Regions from separate parts of the Mus musculus genome. Here region 1 is linked to region 2. Evidence: chromatin contacts called from public HiChIP or PLAC-seq data. All regions are on one chromosome and are shown on one strand. The core of a region is the stretch at or near the end of the contact, and the rest is flanking DNA. Distances in the headings are between cores, read along the strand shown. Region 1 overlaps Igf2bp1 (insulin-like growth factor 2 mRNA binding protein 1). Region 2 has its middle 29 kb from the start of Nxph3.

Evidence for each region. HiChIP or PLAC-seq counts read pairs in DNA pulled down with a chosen protein or histone mark.
Region 1: an H3K27ac HiChIP or PLAC-seq map of embryonic stem cells shows a contact between it and region 2, with 5 read pairs. The contact joins two enhancer-like sites. A contact is called at or near these places in 2 of 15 datasets of contacts at CTCF or cohesin (the NIH/3T3 cell line and large pre-B cells), 1 of 484 Hi-C or Micro-C datasets (pro-B cells), 1 of 115 datasets of contacts at active chromatin or transcription factors (embryonic stem cells) and 1 of 9 other capture datasets (adipose tissue).

What each region holds. Positions count from the first base shown.
Region 1 is chr11:95,979,586-95,984,469 of GRCm38.p6, reverse strand. It overlaps Igf2bp1 (insulin-like growth factor 2 mRNA binding protein 1), which reads left to right. Exons shown (of 15, transcript NM_009951.4): 3 at 4,801-4,849. Among named protein-coding and RNA genes, the nearest start is that of Mir3063, 19 kb to the right of the region's middle. Within about 2 kb of position 1,784, at least 105 of the 459 cell types and tissues checked have an H3K27ac peak or open chromatin away from gene starts, as enhancers often do. A contact at or near this core is called in embryonic stem cells, where this site is marked.
Region 2 is chr11:95,541,653-95,546,308 of GRCm38.p6, reverse strand. No RefSeq gene overlaps it. Among named protein-coding and RNA genes, the nearest start is that of Nxph3, 29 kb to the right of the region's middle. Within about 2 kb of position 1,593, at least 21 of the 459 cell types and tissues checked have an H3K27ac peak or open chromatin away from gene starts, as enhancers often do. A contact at or near this core is called in embryonic stem cells, where this site is marked.

The DNA of each region.
Region 1 (4,884 bases), core at 535-3,034, 440 kb before region 2:
CTGACCTCGATACCTAGGACCCTGTAGAACCGAACATTGTAGCTCATCTTTGCCTGTAATTCCAGTGTATAGAAGTTCATTTCAAAACCAAAACAGAAGATAATATTATCTTAATTGGTGTTTCTAGTATGCTAGAAAAATGGCCTTTCAACAAAATGTAAAACTATACATCTGGAAAACTAGATCTGCTTCAGGCTGGGTATAGTGAGTCGTGCTTTTAATCCCAGCACCACCCAGCACACCCAGGCCGAGGCAAGCCTGGTCTACATAGGGCAGCTAGGGCTATGCAGAAAAAACAGGTCTCAAAAAGCAAACGAAACCCAAAACAAAAAAGTAGATGGAGTTTTGGTTCTACTCCTGGCTTTGGCGTTCAGTGATTATGAAATGCAGACAGGATACTCATGGCGTATTTTAATCTCGGCCCTGGGCTGTCAAACAAAGCCGCCGGTAGCACATTTCTATAAAATGAACACAGTTCTATAAAATGGACCCGGGAGAGATACTCCTAATCCCAAGCACCCCCATGTGTGTATACGATGTGATGGGTGTATGGCGGTGTGATGGGTGTATGGCGGTGTGATGGGTGTATGGCGTTGTTCTTTTGTCTCTCTGCCTCTTTAAATCTCTCCTGGCATATTTCCCCTGCTTGGCCTCCCTGTCCTCACATCCCCAGGTGTCCTCACATCCCCAGGTGAATTTCCTGGTTAGCAGGAGTCTGTTGAGCTGCCCTCCAGGCTGGATCTCTGAGGGTCAGAGCGAGCAGAGAACAGGGGAAAGCTGTTTGCACTTAGGAACCATTTTGGCTGTTCTAACCATTGCCTTTAATGGCCACTGCTGGCGGCGCTATAGCTGCTAGAGGGTCAGGGCAGCTGGTTCTCTCTCCTTGCTGGAGCTGGGCTTGGCCCTCCCGGCACTAAGAGTGCTTAGGTGTGGTGCCCTTTTACCTATAGGACATAACCACTACTCAGCCTGGCCTTGGTAGACCCGGGTTTATTGGAGCAGGGTCAATGTAGCAGAGATGGAGGAGTGGAAGACTTTCTTTCTCTGTCATTGTGAACACATTTATTTAGATTCAGCAATGACTGTCACCGCCCCTTCCACTCTACCTCCAGGTCTCCTTTAGAATACTGTCAGGGGCTTGCTGGACTTAGCTCCCACCAGGAGAAACCCCTGGGAAGTGTGAGTTGTGCTCCCACTCATCAGGAGCTCTAAGCCAGCTCAACCTTCCTCACGCTGGGACCTTTAATACAGGTCCTAAGGTTGTGCTGACCTCCAACCACAACATTATTTTTGTTGCTACTTCGTAGCTAGTTTTGCTACAGTTATGAACCGTAATGTTCTGTCCTGATATCAGCTCCTAGGCGACCCCTGTGAAAGGGTAGGTAAGTAAGTAGGGTCTGTGGATCCCCAAAGAGTTGTAAGCCACAGATTTAGAGCCACTGTAAGCCCTCAGCACACCAGCCTAACGCAGCCAACTCTGGGCCTCTCATAGGTGGGATGAGTAAGTTATCCAAAGGGGTTGTAATGTAAGCAAGGGAATTTAGGTTACAGGTCCCAGCAGTGCCCTGTGCGGTTTGGGCCTGAAAGGAATTAGGTAGCACCAGGCTCAGTGGAAAGCCAGGCTTAGAAGACAAAGGTCCTCTTCCAGGCTATCCCCTTGGGTTTTAATCAGGGCTGGGGGCTTTGCTGAGAAGGAAGTCTGGGAGGAGCCTAGAGTGGGTTCCCAGGATGGGGTGTGTATGCCCTAGAGGGTGAGGGAGGGCTGCTGGGATGTCTTTCTTTCATTGGTTGGGTAGACCTGCCCTCCTCCCCCTCCCGCTCCTGGAACATTCCAGACATTCCAGCCAATCTGCCTGCCATTGCTTTCTGGATATGGATTAACAAACATCCTTGCAGAGATTAGATTTCACTGCTACCACCCTGCTCCTGCCATACTGAATAGAAGGCCCCAAATCAGAGTTTGGACAGGCAAGTCTTGGCCTTTGACCTGGGATTGCACTAATGGGTTCTTTCAAACTAGGCTCCTGTTCTGGGGTTGCTGTATGCCTTGTTTCTTCCTAGGCAGGCTGCCTTCATCTCCCCTCTATCCAGAAGGACTTCCTGGGGGGAGGTGTCCGGGGCTGGGCACTGTTCATTTTCTCCCAGATTCTTCACCCATCTGAACATACTCGGTGTATCTATTTGGTTAGCAAAGGTGTTTTGTGAGAAACCCTTACCAGGGAGATCCAAAGCTGCCTTTTGGCCAGTCCTTGGATCTGGTACCTGGTGGAATGGGGTCTAAGGACTCAGCAATGGGCTTGTTGGCTTCCCGTGTGTGTCTGACACAGAGCACGCCTCACGCCGCTGGACCGGGTGTTGACTTTGTGGTTCTCCTGCCAGTACTGTGGGTGCTGGGATTACAGAGGGTCGACAGGCTTATCTATCCGTGCAGTCCTGGGACTTGAGCGCAGGACTTTGTGTCTGCTAGACAAATGCTGTACTCGTGGAGTTATGTCTGTCTGTCTTCCCCTCCTCTTCTATCACTGCAACGCCACCTTCCGACTGGCCTACTGTTCTATAGACTGGCCTGTGCGTGCATCAGTCCTGCTTTAGCCTGGAATCATGGCTCAAGCCTCCAGACTCAGCTGACTGTTTCCAATCCTCACTGTATCTACTCTAACTTTGTTAGGTCAAGTTCACAAACCACCAAGGTTTTCCTTCAAACAGATCCACCTTTCCTTTAGCTTTTTATTATTTCTTTTTCAAGATAGGATTTCTCTGTATAACCTTTGCTATCCTGGGACTCATTGTGTAAACCAGGCTGGCCTCGAACTCAGAGATCTGCCTGCCCCTGCCTCTTGAGTGCTGAGTTTGAGGAGGAAGAGGTTGGGTTTGGGTCAGGGGTGACATAGCTAAAGGAGCCGGGGACACCACTGCTCCACTCTTTTAGCTATGTCATTCCCAGATTTTCCCTGCTGTAGCTTGTCAACAAGGAGTTGTCGCTCTCAGAATTTCAGACTCAGTGGATCACAGAGACCCTTCTATTTTACACTAGACCCTGCTTTGGTAGGGACTGCCTAGGACAACTAAGGCCAACACACCCACTGTTAGGGCCTTGCATTCCTTTTTGCTTGCCCCACCCCACAGCTTGATGCCAGCTCTTCTGGTAGCCCACTGAGCATACGTGACTCAGCATTCTCTCACCTTGGGTACACTACACCGGTATTTTGCCTTCCTGTATGCCTGTGTGCCTTGTGCATGCAGTGCCTGTAGGGGCCAGAAGAGGGCATCTGATCCCCCTCATTATAGAAGGTTGTAACTCATCCTGGGCCTGGTGGCAATTAAATCCTGCTCCTCTAGAAGAGCTCCCAGTACTCTAAACCGCTGAGCCATCTCTCCAACGCCCTGGATCTCCGCCCTGGATCTCGTCTTTGAACTAAAGGTTTGTACGGGATCAAAGACACACAGAGATCTAAATGACAATTGACTAACCCATCAAGTCAATCTAAATGTCTTAAGCTCAGAGATTAAGGTATTGATTTGGGTGGTGAGCAGACTCTCTGGGTCACTCTGGACCTTAGCCTTGAACCTGCATTCCTCAAGGGAAATCAGTTTTTTCAGAGCCATTTGAAAGCTGGGATGGAGTAAGTATAGTATAGTCACCTGGGAGAAAAAAGGTGGTCCTGATGCTGCGCTGTGTGTTGATCACTCTGGAGAACTTTAGCCATTCATAGATGCATCTATTGTTACACTTTAAGAATTCACCCCAAGTCTTTCCTAAGCGCTTTACAAACACTATCTAATGCCACCTCCCACTTGTGAATGGGGTTTATCCTTGTTGTACAAAGCGGGGGGAGACCAGGTCTCAAAGAACTTAAGTAATCTTCTAATGTGCTAATAAGTGGTTTAGATCCCTAGTTGTGCCAAGGGCTTAACCACTGTACTATTATTATCTTATGCAATTGTTCGCATATATTGTTTCCCTTAATACGATGTGAGCGCCTGGGTCAGGCATTCCGCCACTTTTGTTCATTGCTGTGCCCCAGTCCTGCGAGCAAAGTACAGCTTGAAGTAGGTGCTAGTTAAAGAGGTGTTGGATTAATTAATAGTTACCGTCTTACTTGACTTTGGATTTGCTTTATTTTAAGTACGTATGTGTGGGTATGTAACCAGTGGGTCAGGTGCTGGAGATGAGCTGGGGTTCAAGCAGTTGTGAGCTGCCTCTCACATGGGCTCTAGGAGCGGGACTCCTGTCCTATAAGAGCCCCAAGCACCCTTTCTCTAGCTTCTTGGCTTTGTTTTGATGGAGAGAGAAGTATGGGACCGCTGTAGCAAGCATCAAAACAGTATGTTCGATCTTCTGCTGCCGTTACGCTGAGAACATCTGGTTCCGAGTTCCTCTCTGACGTCCTATTAGTGCTCGGGCTTATAGGGTGAAGCCTTGTTTGCTCGAAAGTCTGCATCCTTACTGGGTTGCTAGTCTGTGTTTCTTTGTTTTTTCCTGAGATGAGGTCTCACTGTTTATTCCGGCTGTCCTGTAATTAACTATGGAGATCAGGTTGGCCTGGAACTCAGAGATCTGCTTGTCTCTGCCTCTTAAGAGCTTGGATTAAAGGCAACTGCTCCCAGTTTAGGTTACTATTTTTAGGGCTGGGGATCTAGCTTGTGCCAGACCATGAATTCAGTCCCTAGCACTGGGGAGGAAGCCACCATCCTATGGTTTTGGTGAACTAACAAGCTGGGACAAGGATTAGAAACTGCCAGGTCATGGGCCCAAAGCATCTGGAATTGTCTAAATCATGTTTTGCCCTTTCTTTTCAGGAGTCGGAAAATACAGATCCGCAATATTCCACCTCAGCTCCGATGGGAAGTAAGTGTTTGGAGAAGTTAATGTACAGGTTTGGT
Region 2 (4,656 bases), core at 344-2,843:
TACGTTTGTGTATCTGTATCACTACGACCTACCTGCCTTCCACAGTGCTTTAACCACTCTACATTCCTGAGAATGAGTGTTCTCTTGCTCTGTGTCCTGAATGACACTTGATTTGGTCACTGCTCTCAGGTTTAGCCATTCGGATAGGTGTGAGGTGAGTGGTACCTTGTTTGTTTAAATGTCCAGATCTCTGGCACACACCATGGAGTGCTTCTTGTGGTTATTTACCGTCTCTGCCTCTTCTTTTGGGTGTCCTATTCAGGTATTTTACTTTTTTTTTTCTGCCTTTGTTCATGTGTATATATACACGTGTGCTTGTGTATGCAAGTGGCTGGGTATACCACCCTGGGATGAAGCTACAAACCTAAGATGGCCCACTTCCCTCCTGTTTTAGATCTCATAGTTGATTGACACCTTTGTTGAACCTCTCGGCTCACCAGGAGTCTTCCTTTGGACTCCAGGGAAAGGAAGGCAGCAGAAGGCACTCTGAAGAGGGAAGGGCCTGCACAAGGTGTAGAGCTGGAGCTGGGGAAGGGAGAGGGTGAGTGGAAAATGAAAGAGAAGTTACCTCAAGGGACCAGAAGAGGAGGAGAGGAGCTGGTAGCTCAGCCGAGAGCTGAGGAGTGGAAACCGAGAGGCCCAAGGAGTTAGCCCAGAACACAAGCTGGGTTGTGGTAAACTGGGGCTGAGCTGGGATTCCAACTGGGAACTGCTGGCAAGTCTGCCTGGTTTGCAAGCCTCTCACAAAAAAATAAAGGAGAGTGACCTACGCATGGTTACGGCCCAAGCCTATAACCCAGGCTTGGGAGGCTGAGGCAGGAGGTTTAAGAATTTCAGGCCAGCCTGAGCTACAAGGCAAGTCCCTATCTCAAAACTAACAGCAGCAAAACTCTAACAAGCAAAAAAACAAGCATGAAGGAGTGAAGCAAAGGGGATTTCAGAGTGGGGGTGAGGGGCTAGGGGTGGGGAAGGGGCAGGGCAGGGCAGGGCAGGGCAGGGGGAAGGGGCCTGCACTGTACTTGGTCCAAGGGACCATCAGACCCTACCCCCACCCTAGCAGGATCAGAAAGGGAATGGGTTTCTCTTGGGCACACCCCTCAGTAGACTAGGGAGCGGCTACAAGGTAGGATCCTTGCCACGGAGTCTGTCAGACATCCAGAGCCCCACCTGGTCCCTGCAGGGTGCCATTTCCTGGTGGGTGTATGGTTGTGCTCTTTAAGATTCTGGATGGGGGGGGGGGTATGTGGGTGTGGTAGCACATTCCTTTAATACCAGTGCTCGGGAGCTCAGGAGGCAGATGCAGGAGGATCTCGGAGTTTGAAGCTAATTTGGTCTACAGACGGAGCTCCAAGATAGCCAGAGCTACATAGAGAAACCCAAAAGAAACAAAACAAAACAAACAAACAAACAAGATAAAAGATTCTGGGAATAAGGAAAATGCAGATGTGGAACCCATTGGCAGCTTGCTGAGTTGAGAGGTCAGAAGCCAGGCACCTTCTGAGTCCCCAGGTTACTATGTTGCAATGTGGTCCAGGCCTGCTCAGCACGCACCTTTCCCATCTGGCCACTGGATCTACAGGGCCCCAGATCTGAGAACTTCCCAGTGAGAAATCTGGGAGGAACGCCAGGGATGGTGGAGGAGGGGAGAGCTCAGGTAGGCAGTCAGGAGTGAGCTTGGTAAAGTGTGTGTGTGTGTGTGTGTGTGTGTGTGTGTGTGTATGTGTGTGTGTGTGTGTGTGTGTCGGCACTTTAAAGTCACTCTCATCTGAGGCTCCTTCCCATCCCAGATTTTATCTCTGGGTGCCTGTCCCTGGATGGAGCCTCGCCCTTGTAGCACCCAGTACCCTGGGGAAAGAAGAAGGGCAGATCAAAGAGCAGGTGCCCCTGACCAGGGAACCTGAGATGCTCTCTTTGTGTGTATCCAGGAGAGCCCCTGGCCTAGACAGGATGGACGGAGCCCCTGAGTCAGAGGCTGGGAGGGGAGGGGAGGCGTCCACACAGAAACCAAAGCCGGTACATTCACTGTGGACAAAGAACAGTGTTGGAGAGAGGTCAGTCTCTTCCTGTCAGCTGCTCTAGCTGGAGGCTTCCGGCCAGGTAGTGGGCCAGCTGGATCAGGAAACACCCAGAGGAAGGGGTGGTTAGCGCCTCTATTCATTGAAAACCTAGGGCCGCTCACCAAAGCCTACCTTTTAGCTGATTCTCAATTACTGATGCTCAGGAGCTGAGGGATAAGAATGGAGAATGAAGCACAAGCACACACCATTCCATTCCCAGACACTGTGGCCATCCCTGTCTTCTAAGGAGAAGCTGGCAGGCCATTTGAGTGTAACACTATCCTGTCTTCTGGGCTCTCCCACATCTGGGCTCCCCCCAGCTGCTGAGCTACCACGGTGGCTGTGAACTCTTCCTCCTCAGCCAGCCTAGGGGGTGAGAAGCAGGGAAGAGCTGAAGGGGGCAGCTCAGCTGCTGTCTGCCTGGGCTGTTTGAGCCTCAGGTGGCGCCAGCCCTGTGGGAGGGGGAGTGGTGAGGACGGGAGGGGGTCGGGGTGTCATTTGGGGCCTTGCAGTTGGTCCTGGGATTGGGGTGTGTGTGCCTGGGACAGGTTTAGCATTGTCCTCATGTTGCCCCAGAGTCTGGGAATCCCAAACCTTGTGCTCCCCAAATAACCACTTAGGCCAGCTGCGTTCTCTATGGGTTAATTGAGTTAGAACCTCAGGCACCAGGCTGGGCCTAGGAGTGGAGATACTGGGAAGGGGGTGCGTAAAACTGGGAGGAATGGACATAGGCATACCCCAGCTCATACTCCTGTTCTCTGTGACCCTGAAGTCCCCATGGTTGGTTCTCTGGGACTGCTGTTATTTTTAGGTTGCCTGGTGCTGAGTAAGCAAACCTACAATCCCACAGCTCAGAATGACACCCGTGTGACATGACAGTCCCTTGGGTTATCAGCCTGAGGTCTCTCTGGGACAGTTATGGAGTTCAGGGTCACCTTCCAAGGTCATGTGGTCATTGGTACACTTGGTTCTTGTGGTTTGCTCAGTGAGCACCAGTCTGGAGCTGCCTTTAGCTCCTCGAGGTCAAGGCCATCATTGTTCCTGGCCCTGAGGTATCTCAGGCCCAGAAGGAGCATTTCTGACCTCAGGAAGGGCCTCTTCTGTACCTGATGAGGTCAGGCCCACCCAGAGTCACCTCTCTCTGATGACTGTAAGTCCACTGACCTTGAACCCCATCTTGCCATCACAACCATCACCTGGGACATATTTCTTTCACATCAAAGGGGAGAGGGTTATATGAACGTGTGACCTAGTGGAAGGTCACCTTTTATGCCAAGCCACTCCACCAACGCCATTGTCACCTCCCTCCACAGACTTCTGCCCTGTCAGTCTGTGAGACTGGCAGATGGTACCAGCCTCCTGGAGGAGGCCTGGGCTGCACTTGACTCAGTAAAGAGTATTAAAGCGCGCCAGGTAATGTGGGGTTGCACAAGCAGCTGAAGTCTGACCCCTTCTCAAGCCAGCTCCATGCACCTAGTTACTTTTTGCTCAGGGTGCATGTAGTTCAATTGGAGATTGCTTGCCTGATGTGTAGAGGCCATGGGTTCAACACACATAGACATACAGACATAGAGCTCTTTGAGTTCGGTGGGGGTGGGGAGGGGAGAGACCCATTCTAGCACAAAGAAATCTTAGACATCATACATCTGTGTCTCAGTTAGAGTTTCTATTGCTACGATAAAACGCCATGACCAAAAAGCAAGTTGAGAAGGAAAGGGTTTATTCCGCTTGCATTTCCACATCACCTTTCATCACCAAAGGAAGTCAAGACAGGAATTCAAGCAGGACAGGAATCTGGAAGCAGGAGCTGATGCAGACACCATGGAGGGGTGCTGCTAACTGGCTTGCTTCCCCTGACTTGCTCAGCTTGCTTTCTTATAGAACTCAAGACCATCAGCCCAGGGATGGCACCACCCACTATGGGCTGGGCCCTCTCCTATTGATCACTAATTGAGAAAATGCCCTACAGCTGGATCTCATGGAGGCATTTCCTTAACTGAGGCTCCTTCCTCTCTGGTGACCCCAGCTGTGTCAAGTAGACACAAACCCAGCCAGTACAATCTGGGACACAGTGTCTATGTTCAGACTGGGAAGAAGGTAGGGACATTGGGGAGGTGTGGACCCTTGTGACCAGGAAGGACGTGATGACAGCATCTCATCTTGGACATTTGTCAAGAATTCTACCTCCATGTTTCTCCTACTACCACTGCCTAGACACCTCAGGGATCTTAGAGACCAGCCAGTGGTGGAGATTATCAGAGACAGACAGGCTGCACACTAGAAGGGAAAGTGGGTCTTGTAAACATGAAGAACTGGGGGGGGGGGGGGTTAAACTCAGGCTAGCATGTGCCAGAAGCCTGCAGAGAGGAGGCAGCCTGGAGGAGGTCCTGTGGGTGGCACCCAAGGAGATCTTTCCCAGCTCTGCCACACATGGGGTCATCCTGGAAGCCACTTCTTTGTCCTTTGTTCTTATTTTCTTTCTCTGGCTCAGGACCCCAGCATCTTCCCACAATCCATCCTTATGTAAAATAAGCAAGAGCTGGCCCTCCTGCCCATGCAGTTAGCAAGACAACCAACCACGTGTCTCCAGACTGTGGGA